2 separate regions of the Triticum aestivum genome follow, and region 2 is linked to region 1. A link is a contact called in public Hi-C data. All regions are on one chromosome and are shown on one strand. Each heading gives the region's core, a stretch centred on a gene start, on an enhancer-like site or on the middle of the called end of the contact. The rest is flanking DNA. Distances are from core to core; before and after follow the strand shown.

The links. Hi-C and Micro-C count contacts between places; a contact is called where the count stands out from the background.
Region 2: a Hi-C map of leaf shows a contact between it and region 1, with 3 times the contacts expected there. The contact joins the promoter of LOC123119530 here to the promoter of LOC123119496 in region 1. A contact is called at or near these places in 2 of 5 Hi-C or Micro-C datasets (both in leaf).

What each region holds. Positions count from the first base shown.
Region 1 is chr1B:278,403,839-278,411,050 of IWGSC CS RefSeq v2.1, forward strand. It overlaps LOC123119496, which reads right to left and starts at 4,364. Exons shown (of 14, transcript XM_044539314.1): 1 at 3,969-4,364; 2 at 3,446-3,504; 3 at 2,135-2,243; 4 at 1,406-1,515; 5 at 209-277; 6 at 1-90. The coding sequence starts at 4,122. It overlaps LOC123119513 (rubisco accumulation factor 1, chloroplastic), which reads left to right and starts at 4,560. Exons shown (of 1, transcript XM_044539346.1): 1 at 4,560-6,356. The coding sequence starts at 4,669. The coding sequence ends at 6,087.
Region 2 is chr1B:279,382,672-279,389,883 of IWGSC CS RefSeq v2.1, forward strand. LOC123119530 (E3 ubiquitin-protein ligase RZFP34) reads right to left here and starts at 4,750. Exons shown (of 11, transcript XM_044539378.1): 1 at 4,533-4,750; 2 at 4,375-4,462; 3 at 4,183-4,242; 4 at 3,387-3,419; 5 at 3,218-3,295; 6 at 3,099-3,142; 7 at 2,957-2,997; 8 at 2,775-2,857; 9 at 2,597-2,688; 10 at 2,386-2,497; 11 at 1,658-2,231. The coding sequence starts at 4,558. The coding sequence ends at 2,091.

The DNA.
Region 1 (7,212 bases), core at 3,114-5,613:
TTGGCTGCAGTAGGGTCCCCATAGTGCTGAAGTAGGACATCCTTCTACCGTAATGCTAGTGCTCACTGATAGTGCTCTCCCTCGGCTAATCTGAAAAGGTATAATTATCAAGATTCAAGTTGTGCATTACGTAATTATGCCACATGGCGGAATTATAAAGTTAATAATTATGCAGCACAGGGCATGCCCTAATCTGGACTGAACGTACCATCTTTGATTGTGTGCGAGCAGGTCCAAGGCCATTAAAGTAACCAATGTACCAAATCCCTGGCGATATCTGCACATACCGAAGGCCAGTACATTAGAAGTCCTCATAATTTCTTAATATGGTGTATAGCTAATACATCAGAAGATAACGTAAATCCCTTGCACTTAAAATTAGGATACTCGGTGCTACACCAGCTTAAGCCTATTGCTGAATAATGTGCAAGTAACGCCAAAGGAGCAACCCATGCTAAGGTTAAACCTTTTGGGCAAAGCAAGGATAGAAACCAAAAGTTAAGATGTATTTGGACCCTGCAGTGTTACACGAGATTACAGATTACCGGTCCATGGTATTTTGCTTCATGCACCAAGAAGTTCAGTCAAAAGCTTAAGCCATTACGGAAAGGTGAGCATACTTCGACATCCCCCCTCTGGTGGAGGCTCCACATGCCTATGCTGTGGACTTGACGGGGGCTGCAATTTATGATCTTAAATTTGCACAAACTAGGTCTCAAAGTCAGAGGACCTAATGGTTCTAATATGTCATATGCCATAATGAGCCAGATGCACCAAGCAGGTAAAAAGCTTTAATCTGTTGTTGGGTAATACTTCAAGTCTTCAACAAATGGAAGCATGCAAGAAACTATTGACATTTCTATTTAAGATTATGTTCTACATTGAGTAATCATACTAGACTCAGTTCTAGTTCCCCAACGGACTACCAGTGTGTCTAGGAGGTGAATATTTCTAGAAAATAAAGCAATTTGAGAATTTTTCATACAATGCTAACGGATAACACAAGTAAATATTAAATATGGTGTCAACAGGCGATAATTGAAACTTGACTTGAAAAAGCACAGGACCGCTAGCACATAGCATGGCTGGATTCAACAAGAATGGCAGGAGCAGGCATTACTTGGTGGTACTGAAACTTGAATTGGATCAAGTGCCATTAAATCCTACTGAAAATTCGCATTCCTCATTATTTAACCTGTTTCTGTACTAGGAGAGGTGAACATCTAAATGTCACCATTAGTTTACATGTGATGGCGATATATATATATAATAGTACAAGTAACCCAACATGAACTACCAATCCTACATCTTTGGTAGCATTGCTGCAGTTGTTGTGCTACTACAAACAAGGGCCTGCGACATATTGCTTTGTAAGTCAGACTGTCAGAGCATCAGGATAATTAACCTGGCCATTTGTTAACACTATAGTTGTGTTCTTCTGAAATGGTATGCACTGAGCCAGATTTGATTGGTTATTCGTATTGCCAAAAGATCCAACAGCAAGAAAGTTTGATACTGCAATAAAGAACCTTCCTGTCAAAATTAGTTTAATCAGAAAGTTAAGTAAAAACGAAATATTAGGCTAGGATCAAAAGAACATATAAAGCTAACCTGCTAGAAGAATGCTTACAAATCAGTGTCTTTTTGACAAATATACTCCTCATCTAGAAGAAACAAGTGGCATGCTACTGTTTCAGAAAAACTACAGACTAGATGGCAGCACAAATATGCTCCTCTTTTTTTTTCCCCGAGAAAAATGGCAGCACAAGATATAGCTATCCAGATGGAAGAAAAATACACACCACTTTATTAGCATCTTAGCTACTTCAGCCTTCACTTTTCATAACTGCAGTATCTTGAAATTTTTATCTACCTGTTACATCATTGTTTTAATTTTCTCACTCATTGCAATAAATTCGTGATGGACTTTCAAGCAAAATAATAGCATCAAATATGATTGGCTTCACAATATTTTAGTACAAGTTAGATCACTTTCAGTTTGAAGACTATGGTCATGAACCGTATATAGCACATCTTCAACTAGTTCACCGCAATTGTGTAGGTATACAAGATTGTTAAAATAGATAAAGTAGTAAAGTATGTCATCACATGAGAAAATGTATATGGCACTCACATAAATTGTCCAAATAATAATCAGATGTATCAGGAATAGGAGGGTTGGCAATCATCAAACAGATGATAGCAAGATCACTTTTCGGAAGATCTTTTAAGTGCTCCCTGGGCTGCATTATTTAAAGAAACATTGCACAAGCTGTGCATAAGTCGGTTTGCACCTATGCTCAAAAATAGGGAATAAACAAGTAATGCTGTTAAAATTTAAAAGGTTCAAAAAACAGAATCTTTCAGCTCACAATGTCATGCATGAATGCATGATGCATCACTACCTAGCTTTATTTGAAGCATAGAGGTGTTTTTGTTTCATTCGATCACCACCGCACATACAAAACATCCAGCTACAGTGTTTTTCTACCATTCAGGTTCTACTAACTATCAAATGTAAAACTAAACCAAACCAGTAATTATTTTATGGAAAACTGTAGGACCTACTTGAAATTGATGTAATATTTGTGTGTCCATCGGTATTTCATACAAATTTGAACTAAATACCGATGCCCACACAAATATTACGTCCATTCCAGACAGGCCAGTATGGAAGACTCCGGCAGTGTATAAATATTTAATGGTGTACAAAATATTTACGATGTTATACAGGGAAGGGGGGGGGGGGGGGGTAAAAAACATATTGATCACCCTTCCATCATCGCATTGTCTTGAAAGCATGATATAAAAAAAATTTGGACTATGTACAAATTGTAGATGGACACTTAAGGCATTTTTCGATTATAGAGATTTTGGAGGATTGGAATGGCGTAGGAAATTTTAATTTAGAACAAAGGAATGAGCATGCAGGAATCCAGTGAAATACCTACAGAATGGCTCGATCCACAGGAATTTTGGAGGGATTTTAACTCGAACATAGACCTCATGGAAAGAATCTTACATCTAGCATATTTCTAAATAACCATATTTGTAAATTTATGTGTTTGCGTTTCTGCAGCATTCAACAAGCCATTATATCTTCTTCTTTTTTTGAGACAAACAAGCCATTATATCTCGATCCTATGTTATTCATATCTCTGCATTCCAAAGGCCCTTTATACATAAGCGGTCTCAACATCTTGAAATACGTATGTATAACGTGAACTAGGATGAGCATGAAAAGAACATAATGTCTTGATTGTTCAGCTAGTATTGCTGTCTGCTAGTGATGAAGCATTTTTTAAGTCACCAACATTGCCACTCCACTCTGAGAAGACAAGCCAGCATAGCTCACCCACACATAAACAAATTACAGTACTATTATTGTGAGGAAAAAAAGTAGAGTAATATAACTCACAGAAGAAGACCAGAGTCTTTCACTTACAATATCTCTGTCGGTTGCAAAGTTCATGGTGATAGAAGAAAATGATGCCGGCAAGTCAACTGCTAGTAAGGAAAGCAAAGATAAAAAAAAATCAAACCACGTGGGACAAATTCAGGTATAGTTACTAGATACATGAGTCAAAACAAATACGAATTATATGCGTCAATTGTTCCTCAATGAGAAAGAAATACGTATTTACTAACAAGCAAACACTCAGTGGAGCAGGCAAAGTAAAACCAGAGGCATAGGCGTTGAATTTCGAAATTCAAGTAACCCAAACACGTGGCACGTGGCACATGAAAATTCTCCCAGCCCAAGGGTCGGGGCGCGAGGAAATGGTAAACCACACAGAATCTGGTATCAAACGAGCATTTAATCTCCGGAGAAAGGTAAAAACGAAGAAGAGAGGGATTCTGCGACACAGATCGGTCACACTATTTTAATATAGTAGTAATATACTAGTAGTAGTATAGTAACAACAGGTTAAACCCAAGCAAGCAGCAGCAGCGACTCAATCTCTCACCGCGCAGGTAGGTCCAGTCGTAGGGCCTGAGCGAGAGCTTGGGCTGGGCGTAGCTGGTCAGCACCACCGGCTGCGCGGCGCAACCCCGGGGACCCGCCGCCAACCCTACGACGCCCAGCGTCACCAGCGCCGCCGCCCACCACGGCGCCGCCATGGGAGTGGGACGGCGCACTGCACGCGACCAGGCCCGCCAAGTCCACAACCTACCTGGCACCACAGCACAGTGCACAACGCAAGGCGTGAACCCTACGAGCTCTAAACCCTCGCGACTGCTGCGGAGATCGGGAGACTGGAGGAAGAGGAGAAGAGAGGATGGGAGGGTTGGGCTTTCAGTGTCTTTTTTTTCCCACAAGGCCTTTATTCTTCTTGTACCGCTACCGCGTGGGGAAAAGGAGGTGGGGGAAAGCGACGGCGAGCAGTGCCACACAGCACTAGTCTTGGTCGCGCTAGTTTATACGGATCTAATGCCTTCCCAGGCGGATGCTGGTGACCCCAAAACCCGGTGTTATGGCGGTAATCGGCTCCGTTCTGGTGGTTAGAGCCGTGCGATGGTCCGCGGACCGGTTGAATTTGGCGCGTTCAGGCCCGAATCAACGACTTAACCGAACCCCGTTCCTCTGCCATTCCCTCCCCGAGACGAGAGCAGATGAGATAAGCTCCCCTGCTTCCTCTGCGCTCCTCCCTTCACCTTATCACCACCATGCTCTCCGTCTCCCACCCCCACCCGGCGGCCTCTACCGGCCCGCGCCACCGCAAGCCCCTCTCCACCGCCCACCACCGCCGCCGTCGATGCACCTACACCATCGCCGCACTCATCCTCCCCGGAGGCGGTGGGCCCCGGGGCAGCCCCCCGAACGGCGGCAAGCTCATCCTCCCTGGCAGCGGCGGAGGCGGCGGCCGCGGCGGTGGCGGTGGCGGTGGAATGCTCCCCCGCACCCCGCCACCGACGGCCCCGCCGGGCCAGCTGTACCAGCCCTTCCACCCGCCGCCTAACCCCCTGCCGGAGAACTACCGCAACCTCGACCTCACTGAGCGCCTCGCCGTGCTCCGCGACCGCATGGGCCGCTGGTACGAGTACGCGCCCCTCATCTCCTCCCTCTCCCGCGAGGGCTTCACCCCGGCCTCCATCGAGGAGGCCACCGGCATGTCCGGCGTCGAGCAAAACCGCCTCGTCGTCGCCTCCCAGGTCCGCGACTCCCTCATCTCCGACGACTTCCCCGACGATCTCCTACACTACTTCGACTCCTACGGCGGGCCCGACCTCCTGTACGAGCTCCGCTTCCTCAACGCCCGCCAGCGCATCGTCGCCACCAAGCACACCATCGAGAGGCGCCTCGAGTCCAAGGGCGTGCGCGAGCTCGCGCGCTCCATGAAGGACTTCCCGCAGCGCCGCGGCGACGAAGGATGGGACGCCTTCGACAGGCACTCCGCCGGCGACTGCCTCGCGTACGCGCGCTTCCGGCTGTCCCGGGAGGCCATCGCCAACGAGGACCGCATCCCCGAGCTCGAGCGCTCGCTCGACGTGGTCGAGACCGAGTCGGCCAGGGCGCGGGTGGAGCTCGAGATTGAGAAGGCCATCAAGAAGGCCGCCGGAGAGGAGGTGGAGGAGCTCGAGGCCGAAGTCGACGCACGGCCCGCGGTGCCGGTGGTGCGGCTCATGTACGGCGAGATCTCTGAGGCGTCCATCGTGCTGCTGCTGCCGGTGGTAAAAGAAACAGACGGCGTCAAGGCCGTGGACCTCGCGCCGAGGAGGAGCCAGACGGACGCGGACCTCGGCATCGTGGAGGTGGACAAGGGGTGGGCGCGCTGGGCCGTGCTGCCGGGCTGGGCCCCCGTCATGGCGGTGGCCGACGAGGCGGTGGTGATCGAGTTGGCGGACGGGCGGGTGATGCCGTGGCGGTCGGCGGAGAACGAGAGAGTGCTGGTGGTGGCCGACCGGAAACGGAAGGAGGTGGTGGACGAGGGGATATACGTGCTGGAGAAGGGAGGGAAGCTGGTGGTGGAGAGGGGCAAGAAGTTGTTGGAGGAAGGCATTAGCCAGGCCGCAGCGGAGGTGGTGACCGTCGTCCGGCCACCCAAAGACGAGGAAGACATCATCGTCGGCGACGAGTGGGACTAAAGAGTTTTAGAGAGGGTTTTTGGCACATGCTTTCGTTTTCGTTTTCGTTTTCGTTTGGTAAAAAGGTTTCCCCGCTTCTCTTCACAGCAGTACATGAATAAGAGAATGCAATTTTCCTTCTTTGTTCTGCAAGTCGTAGGAAATTTGGCAGGTGCAGTGCTTTAGATGCTGCTACTGCTGTCAGTGCTTATATTTGCTGAATCAGCTGGTTAGATACACGCATATTATTCTTACAAAACACGATTTATCAATTGCATAATTCCATCTTATGTACCCGGACGAGTATTTGAGTCCCCGAGTCTGAATCAAAGATAAGACGGCGCAATAATGATATTACTCATATTAAGGAGGCTGAATGGATTCAGCGGTTCCGACCCATATGCCACTCCTTAATGTTAGCTCTAAGATTTTCATCAGAGTGGCTACGAGTAGGTTAAACTCAATAGCTGGTCATATTGTCCGTCCATTTCAAACGGCCTTCATGCAAGGACGGAAGATAGTAGATGGTGTAGTAATCCTGCATGAGACCGAGATGCATTGAGAAAACATGAGTAGGGACTCAAACTACTTCGTAACTACTCCGGCTGCAAGGGGCAAAACCATATAATGGGAGCAAGAGCCTCTTCTTTGTTCGTCTCCTGCTATTTCTCCGTAAGGCCATTGATGATCTTATGCTACTGATCTAGATTCCATGCTAGTTTCATGATAAACCATGCAGGGATTACTCTTGTGATGGTGTTTTTCTAGATATTGATGTCTGAGAATTTTGAAAGAACGTTGCTGATGGCGGCCCCTGGCGACGCCCGTGGCGACGCGCCCCCGGCCGCGGCGTCCGATGCCCTCGCCAGTGCTCCAGTCGCCTGCGCCTTCCCGGCTCCCGCCGCCCCGTCCTCTCCGCCGTCGCCGGCGGCTGCGGCCCCCGATGCCGTTCACCCCCTCCATCCCCCTCTCCCCCCCCCCCCGCCCCCCGGTTGCGCTGGGCGGACTTCGCCGACGAGCCGTCGTTCCCTCCGCCAGCTGCCCCTACCTTCCCTGTCGTTACCTCCACGCGCCGCACCGGGCTGCCCAGCCGGGCCGGTGGCTCAGCCCCACAGGAGCGGGGTTCTGCCACCGGCTCGCGGCCGC
Region 2 (7,212 bases), core at 3,500-5,999, 980 kb after region 1:
TTTCATAATACACAATGAACATTTTTCTTAATAAAATGAAATTTCTTGTCATACACAATGAACATTTTATATAATACGCAAATATAAATAAGAAAACAGAAAAAGAAACAGAACAGAAAAATAAAAAAATAATGTAAAATAAAATGAAACGAAAAAGGAATCAAAACAGAAAAATAAAAAAACATGGAAGAAAACCACGAAAAACCGGACCAAACAGTGAAAAATTGGAAGCAAAAAACAGCAGAAGAAAATGGAAAACAAAAACCGTGCGGAAGCAGCGAAGGAAACAACAGCGAACAACGAAGGAAAACGGCACAGGAAATCGTACGTGGGCCGGGCCAAGTGGGGACTCGCTTCAGCGAAGGTGCAGCTCTTGGACGCTCACGCGCGTCATATAGGATCCACCTTGAAACATGGCCTTTTCCTCTCGTTTGGACATAATGCACGAGTGGCCCGGGAGCAACTAATTAACGAGCGCTCCTTCGGGAGCTTCGCAACGATCAGCGCCATTTGACGCGTTCACAGTCATTCGCCACGTATCGCGCTCTGGGCGCTTCCTCTGGATTTTTTTACGCACGCGTTTTCGGCTTTTTAAACGGTTTTTTTGACGTTTTGGTTTTCTACCGGTCTTCCCTAGCTTTTCGACCAAGATTTTTTTTCGAAAAAAAATATTTTTTTTGCGCGAGAGGCACGGTTGTGCCTCTTGGAAACGAAAAAAACGTGTTTTCTGTTTTTTTCGCCAGAGGCACGGTTTTGCTTCCACGAGAGGCACGTTGTGCTTTTCCGAGAGGCACGGGCGTGCCTCTTTTGGAAAGGAAAAAACACGTTTTTTGTTTTTTTCTTCCGCGAGAGGCACGGTTTTGCTTTCGCGAGATGCACGGTTGTGCTTTCGCGACAGGCACGGGCGTGCTTTTCTCGGAAAGGGAAAAAAACGTGTTTCTGTTTTTTTCCTTTCGCGAGAGGCACGGTTTTGCTTCCGCAAGAGGCACGGTTGTGCTTTCACGAGAGGCACGGGCGTGCCTCTTTCGGAAATGAAAAAAACGTGTTTTCTGTTTATTTTTCGTTCGCGAGAGGCACTGTTTTGTTTCCGCGAGAGGCACGGGCGTGCCTCCTTCGGAAAGGAAAAAAAAACATGTTCCCGGTTCGGTTTTTTCGTCAGTTTTTTCATGAAAAAAAAAGTTCGTCAAAACCTATCAACATGGGATCTAGTTTTGAAGATCTCGACGCGAGGAATCCAATAGTGAAAGCGGTTCGAGATTTGAACGCATGGTTTAAGAGATAAAACATTTTGAATAAACGGATCTAGAAAAAAAGGAAAACTCACAGGTTGCAACAAATGGCACACATGCAGCGCGCCACTTGTCGCAACCTGGGGGAGTTGGAGTGATCTCCGCAAAGAGTACTCCTTAATTAGTGATTTCGGAGTGGCCCAGTGTAGAAGAAATAGTTAGTTAGGCCTTGCATGGGCAGTGAAAACAAGGCCTACTATGCTGGCCCGTGTATTTCTAGAATACTGGCCCGTATTTATTTTTTGAAGTTCGATACTGTTACAAACATTTCTGCTTCATGCAAGCAATGAGAAAATCATACAGATCACAGAAGCATGTTTTGGGGTGCATCAGTGCATGGTGCAATCTGGTGCTTGTAGACATCGAAGTAGCAATGGAGTTCTAAAAGAAAGAAGAACAAGTTTTCTTTCTGGTGTGTAATTGTTTCATAGCCTTACAGGAGCTCTCTAGACAGGCTCATGTACCACACAACAGCTCATACCTATCAGAGGGGATGATCAAGCGCACCATGACAAGCGGTAAATCATTCCTCCGGATTTATGCAAGCGCAGCGAGTTTCGTTGTTCTTCGAATTGCGATGAGCAATCGCGACGGCCTCCCTGTCGGCGACGGCAAGCAATTCCTGGCTTGTTCACAGAGGAGACGCGACACTCTCCTGTGCTTCCTACTGCAGCAAGCACTAGCAGCTTCAACCTACAAGCTAGCTCTAATGCCCCCATCATCTTGACCAGATCCTGGATAGTGTCACAGCTGTGACTATGAGTGAGTAGTGTCTGTTGTACTGTCGTCTCCTCCAGGCGCTCAGACTCTGGAGCACGCCGCTGTAGCCGGGCCGCCCCTCGTCTCCCTGGTGTTGTAGGAGCTGCACCCAGGACACTTTTGCGCCAGGACATGGAAGCGCACGCTCGACGTCGCCCCGCAGTCGTTGCAAAGGATCCATACCTGGAAGAAGAAGAAGAAGAAGAAACACATCACTGTTTGTTCAGGTTCCAGCATTGGCAAGATGGTTACATATTTTTCTTTTTTTGAAAAGAAGGATTACCCCCGGCCTCTTCATCAGAACGATGCATGCGGCCATCTTATTAAAGTTGCTTACCATCTTCTTCTGGTAGAACTCTGGCATGGGCGTGGCGGCGACCTCCTGGTCGAGCTTCTGCCATGCATCCGTCATGTCGCAGGCCGACCGTGAGCAGACCGGGCACGCGAAGCTGGGGAAAACAAACCAACCAACCAAGCAAGCATCTTGATCAGATCAGACCCTCTCGTCCATTTCATGCGAACAAACAGTTGTCTGAAGAAATGCTTACTGGTGATGAACCCTCATCTCGTTCAGGCATTCCAAATGGATCGTGTGCCCGCAGTGCAGTACGCTGATGTCCATGGTCGAGTCAAATAGATACTGCGATTCAAAAGCATGGTTGTCTTTACAAATCAAGAATTGCAAAATCAGGAGTGTTTAGGGCATGGATTACAGCAAAGCGTCACCTCGAAGCAGACAGGGCAGTTGTGATGCATTGCTCGTTCCACACAATGATGAGAGTCCTTCAAAACATTGCTGTAGCAACACCCTGTCAGTGAACAAGGGCATGATTACTATTAGAGCCATCTTTAATGGAGAGACATGCCATGAAAAGCTTACAACGCAGTAACTTTCACACCCAACGCACCGCATTTTTCGCAGTGGAAGAAATTGTCCATGCCGCCAGTTCTGAAAAAGGAGAACAATGTATCCAACATTTGATCATTCTGGAAGAGAAAATCAGTAAACGTTTCGACGAAAAGAAGGATGACCGTAAATTAGGCACTTGCCTGCAGATGCCGCATCCATCGCAGTGGTACTGCTTCTTTGAGATCTGTAACAAGGTAACATAGCTGTCAGACATCGAAAATGAAAATGCTTAATAGAGTGACTGTGGAATTACACGTACATCATCGTCAAAGAAGTTGCATTTTTCACAGAAGTATTTTCCCATGCATGCCCCACAACCGGAGCAGTTCTGTTGCACCTGTTGATCCAAACGGAGCAGTTTTCATGTCATGTCATGTCATGCAATTAGTACAGTCAAAAGGTGAAAGTTACTGTAGAACTACACGTACATCCTGTTCTTTGTTGCAGAGAGAGCAGATAACCTGTGATACATCACAAAGTAGAATAGCTTTAGTAACTATGTGAGTTCATATGATTCCTACTGACTAGTGTTTTCCGTTGAGAGAAAAAAGAGAGAATAAGAAGTCCACTATAATTGCTCAATATAATTATGTGACCAGAGAGGTGGTGGACATGGACACATGGTGGAGCTAGCTAGCTACATGGCTACCGGATGCAATCATGCCCTTCAATTATGCGCCAGCTCAATCAGTGAAGTGCCGTTAAATCGAAATTAATCTTGATTGACAGCGAAGTATCCTTTGTCTTTTCCATTTCTTCCACTTTCCCCTTTCTCCGAGCCGCCTCCGTTGTGGTGACGCCGACACATCGTCGCATCCGCATGGACCTACCTAACAATCATGTGGAGTCGATGACCACGCCGGCCGGCCACTTGCGCCGATCTTGATGGCGAGAATCGGAATATAAAACAGAAATATCAAGACCCGGCGGGTCATCCAAGATAAACCTTATCAGTTATCTGACGAAACGGGGCGAAAAAAAGATCTTTGGGATGGGCGACCGGGCTCCCTTGGCCACTGCATGGCAGTTGGTGCCTTGGAACTGTCCATGCGTGCACAGCCATAACCATCGGATTGGAAGGGAGTGAGCAAGTGGGATTGCAATTCTACCGCCGGTACCCAAGTGGAGGAGGAGGAAGAAAAAGAAGGTCGAAGGCATACAGCAAAACACGGAATGACCGAGATAGAATTAAGTAACAGATGGGGCTAAGGGAGGAGCACACACCTTGCTGATTTCGTGGCGGGGGATCTCGTGCCGGTCGAGGAGGTCCACCTCCAGCGAATTCTGCAGCAACCAACACAAACAGGCCCAAATGTCCGAATTCAGAGCACAGCCCGACCGACCGACCGCGAAATCGCGCGGCATGGCGTTGGCGTTTGGCGTTGGCGAGAAAGGAAAAAGGCACTCTATGCAGACCTTAGCTTGGTTATGGCAATGCCGGCAGCCGAAGACCTCGCCACAGCAGGGCGCCCGTATCCTGCACCTCCTCGTGTAATGCTCGCAGCTTCACCCGGAAACCATCGAATCAGTGGCCTCGAACCGAAAAGCTGGTTGGTTTGATTTGATTTGCTTACCCGTGCTGCTCTGCCCCCAAATCCATCTGTCCGGCCGTCTCTGCTTCCTCCGGGTTTCCTCTCTGGGAGAGGAGAAGGAGAGGCGATCAGCTCCGCCGGAAGGAAGGAGGAAGGAATCGGAGTCCGGGAGAGGCTCGCTGCCGTCCGTCCGCTCACGCGCACGCGCACGCGCCCGGCGGGAATTAATAAGAAAGAATGGGTAGCCTGTGCTGCGCGTGTTGGAGGAGAAGCGCGGGACGCGGGCCGGATATATAGGCGGAGGGGGGCTGGACCTGGACCAGCTTCTTTGTTTTTTCATTTCATTCACGACTTGAAGTTTTTTTTTTTGAACAAGAGAAAGGCGCACAAGGCGCCTAACATACATTCATTTATCTGCAGTTTACATGGGTAATGACATATCCCTGATTAGCAATGTCTGCAATGATTTGAATTAGGGGGCAATGCCATTTTTTATGCTGAACATTACAACAGCTTATCCTAAAACTCTGTTCAGGAAATATATTCTGAGACTGAGTTAACTTGGCTGCTACATGAGCCTCACAATTATGACTTCTAGGAATATGAAACACCTGAACCTGTTTTGTTGCATTGTTATTACAGAAGTTTGTCAGAATGCTCCTTATTTGCCAGTGTCCAGGTTGAGAATTAGGAGATCTTGTTGCTGCTGCTTTTGCAAGAGTAAGATTGTCCGTTAAAATGGCTGCTTGTTGAATATTTAGCATGTTGATAATGATTGCCGCTAGATTGATTCCATGTGCCTCTGCTTGAATTGTTGATTGTGAGTGTTCAATAGTCGCTGAGATTGTAGCTTCCATCTTTTGGTCTCTCTGATGTACCTGCAAAAAAATACCAATTCCTGTTCTTACACTTTCAATAGTGTCAAAATTTCTTAGTTCATGCCAGGCTGCATTTGTGTAAATTTTGACTGAATCTGGAAGCATGATACTATCAATCGTAATTCCCTGTCTCTGATTTTCTTTCTCCTGAGAATTTATCATGTGATTTTCAGTGGTTATCTTTCTCTGTTTTAATGTCCTTACTTCTAAAGATAAGCTATTTGTGATAGCATGTGCTACAAAAAAGATCTGGAAAGGAGACACATCTTTTCTCTGGAAGAGTATATCATTCCTTGCTTTCCATAAGCACCACATGAATGTAAAAATTATTGCTTAAAGTAGCATAAGGGTGATCTGAACTAGCAAAACTCATAATAATGGAAGCTAGAGAATCAGAATTTTGAATTAGTAAATCAGATCTTATGTACCAAGGTTTGGCAAACCAGGCTGCTCTAGCAAACGGACAAGTAAACAATATGTGCATATCATCTTCTTCCAACCCACATCTAGCACAACGGGTACTGATATATTTAGAATGTTTACTTGCTCTTTTCCTCGTTGGCAGAGCTTTTCTAATTAGTCTCCAGGCAAAAGTTTGGATTCTTGGAGCAATATCTTTGGCTTTCCAAACTTGCTTTAGAAGTTCCTTAGTATTGTCTGCTAGAGCTCTAGGTTGTGGCTCCCCCTCTTCCCTCATCACCTGTAGACAAAGTTTGTATGCATTTTTTGTGTTGAATTTCCCTGTTGGAGTTAGTTTCCAGCACAAAATATCATCATCTTCAGCTTGAATAATTGGAACCTGCTTTATAATTACAGCCGTGTCTTGGTCAAATAGCATATCAATAAAATTGTGATTCCACATTTTGTGATTAGGAAGCCAGAGATCTTTAACTAGTGCCGGGTATTTAAAATCATTATTTTGGATAACAAGATGATCATAAATATTTTCCCATGAGTTGAACCAAGGAGAGCTCCAAAGAGAAATATTGCCTTTTGTAATCTGGTAAAAAGAATTGTTGATGAGCATTGGCCTAACTTTGATGATTGAAGTCCAAAAGGAAGATTTGGGGATGTTTGGGTTAGCTCTCCAAAGGGAAGATCCGGGAAATATTTAGACTGCAAAACTTTTGAGATATGGCTATTAGGATTTTCTGCTATCCTCCAGGCAGCTGCAAGGATTAGGCTTTTGTTGGTGGCTTGTAAGTTTTTTATGCCTAAACCTCCTTCATTCTTAGGGAAGCAAATGTCTCTCCAAGCCCTGAGGCAAAGAGATCTCTCATTAGTTTCCTCTCTAACTCCTGCCCACCAGAAGTTTTTAATAATTGAAGTGAGTTTGGCTAGGAACTTCTTGGGAAAAAGAATATTGGACATGTAATATATAGGGATGGAAGCAAACACGGAATTTATAAGAGTGAGCCTACCGGCATGAGAGAGTTTGGTGGCCTTATAAGTAGGGAGTTTGGCTTTGAATTTATCAACTATAAAATTATAGGCAGAGGATCTATCTTTTGCTGGCAGAATGAGAGGATGCCCTAGATGAATGAAGTTATTATCAATGGAAACAACAGGGAAGATGTTTTTTATAGCTTGCTGAATGCTGCTGTCTACACCTTTGCTAAATAGAATTCCAGATTTATTCCAATTTGGGATCTGGCTAGATCTAGCACAAAAAGATTGAATGAGTTGACTCATAATAGTGGCTTCTTGGAGCGTAGCTTGGCCACAAACAAGAAGATCATCCGCAAACATGAGAGAGTGGATAGGGGGGCAGTTTGGTCTAAGGGAAATACCTGAAAGATGGTTATGTTTCATAGCTTCCTGCAAGGAGACAGATAATTCATTAA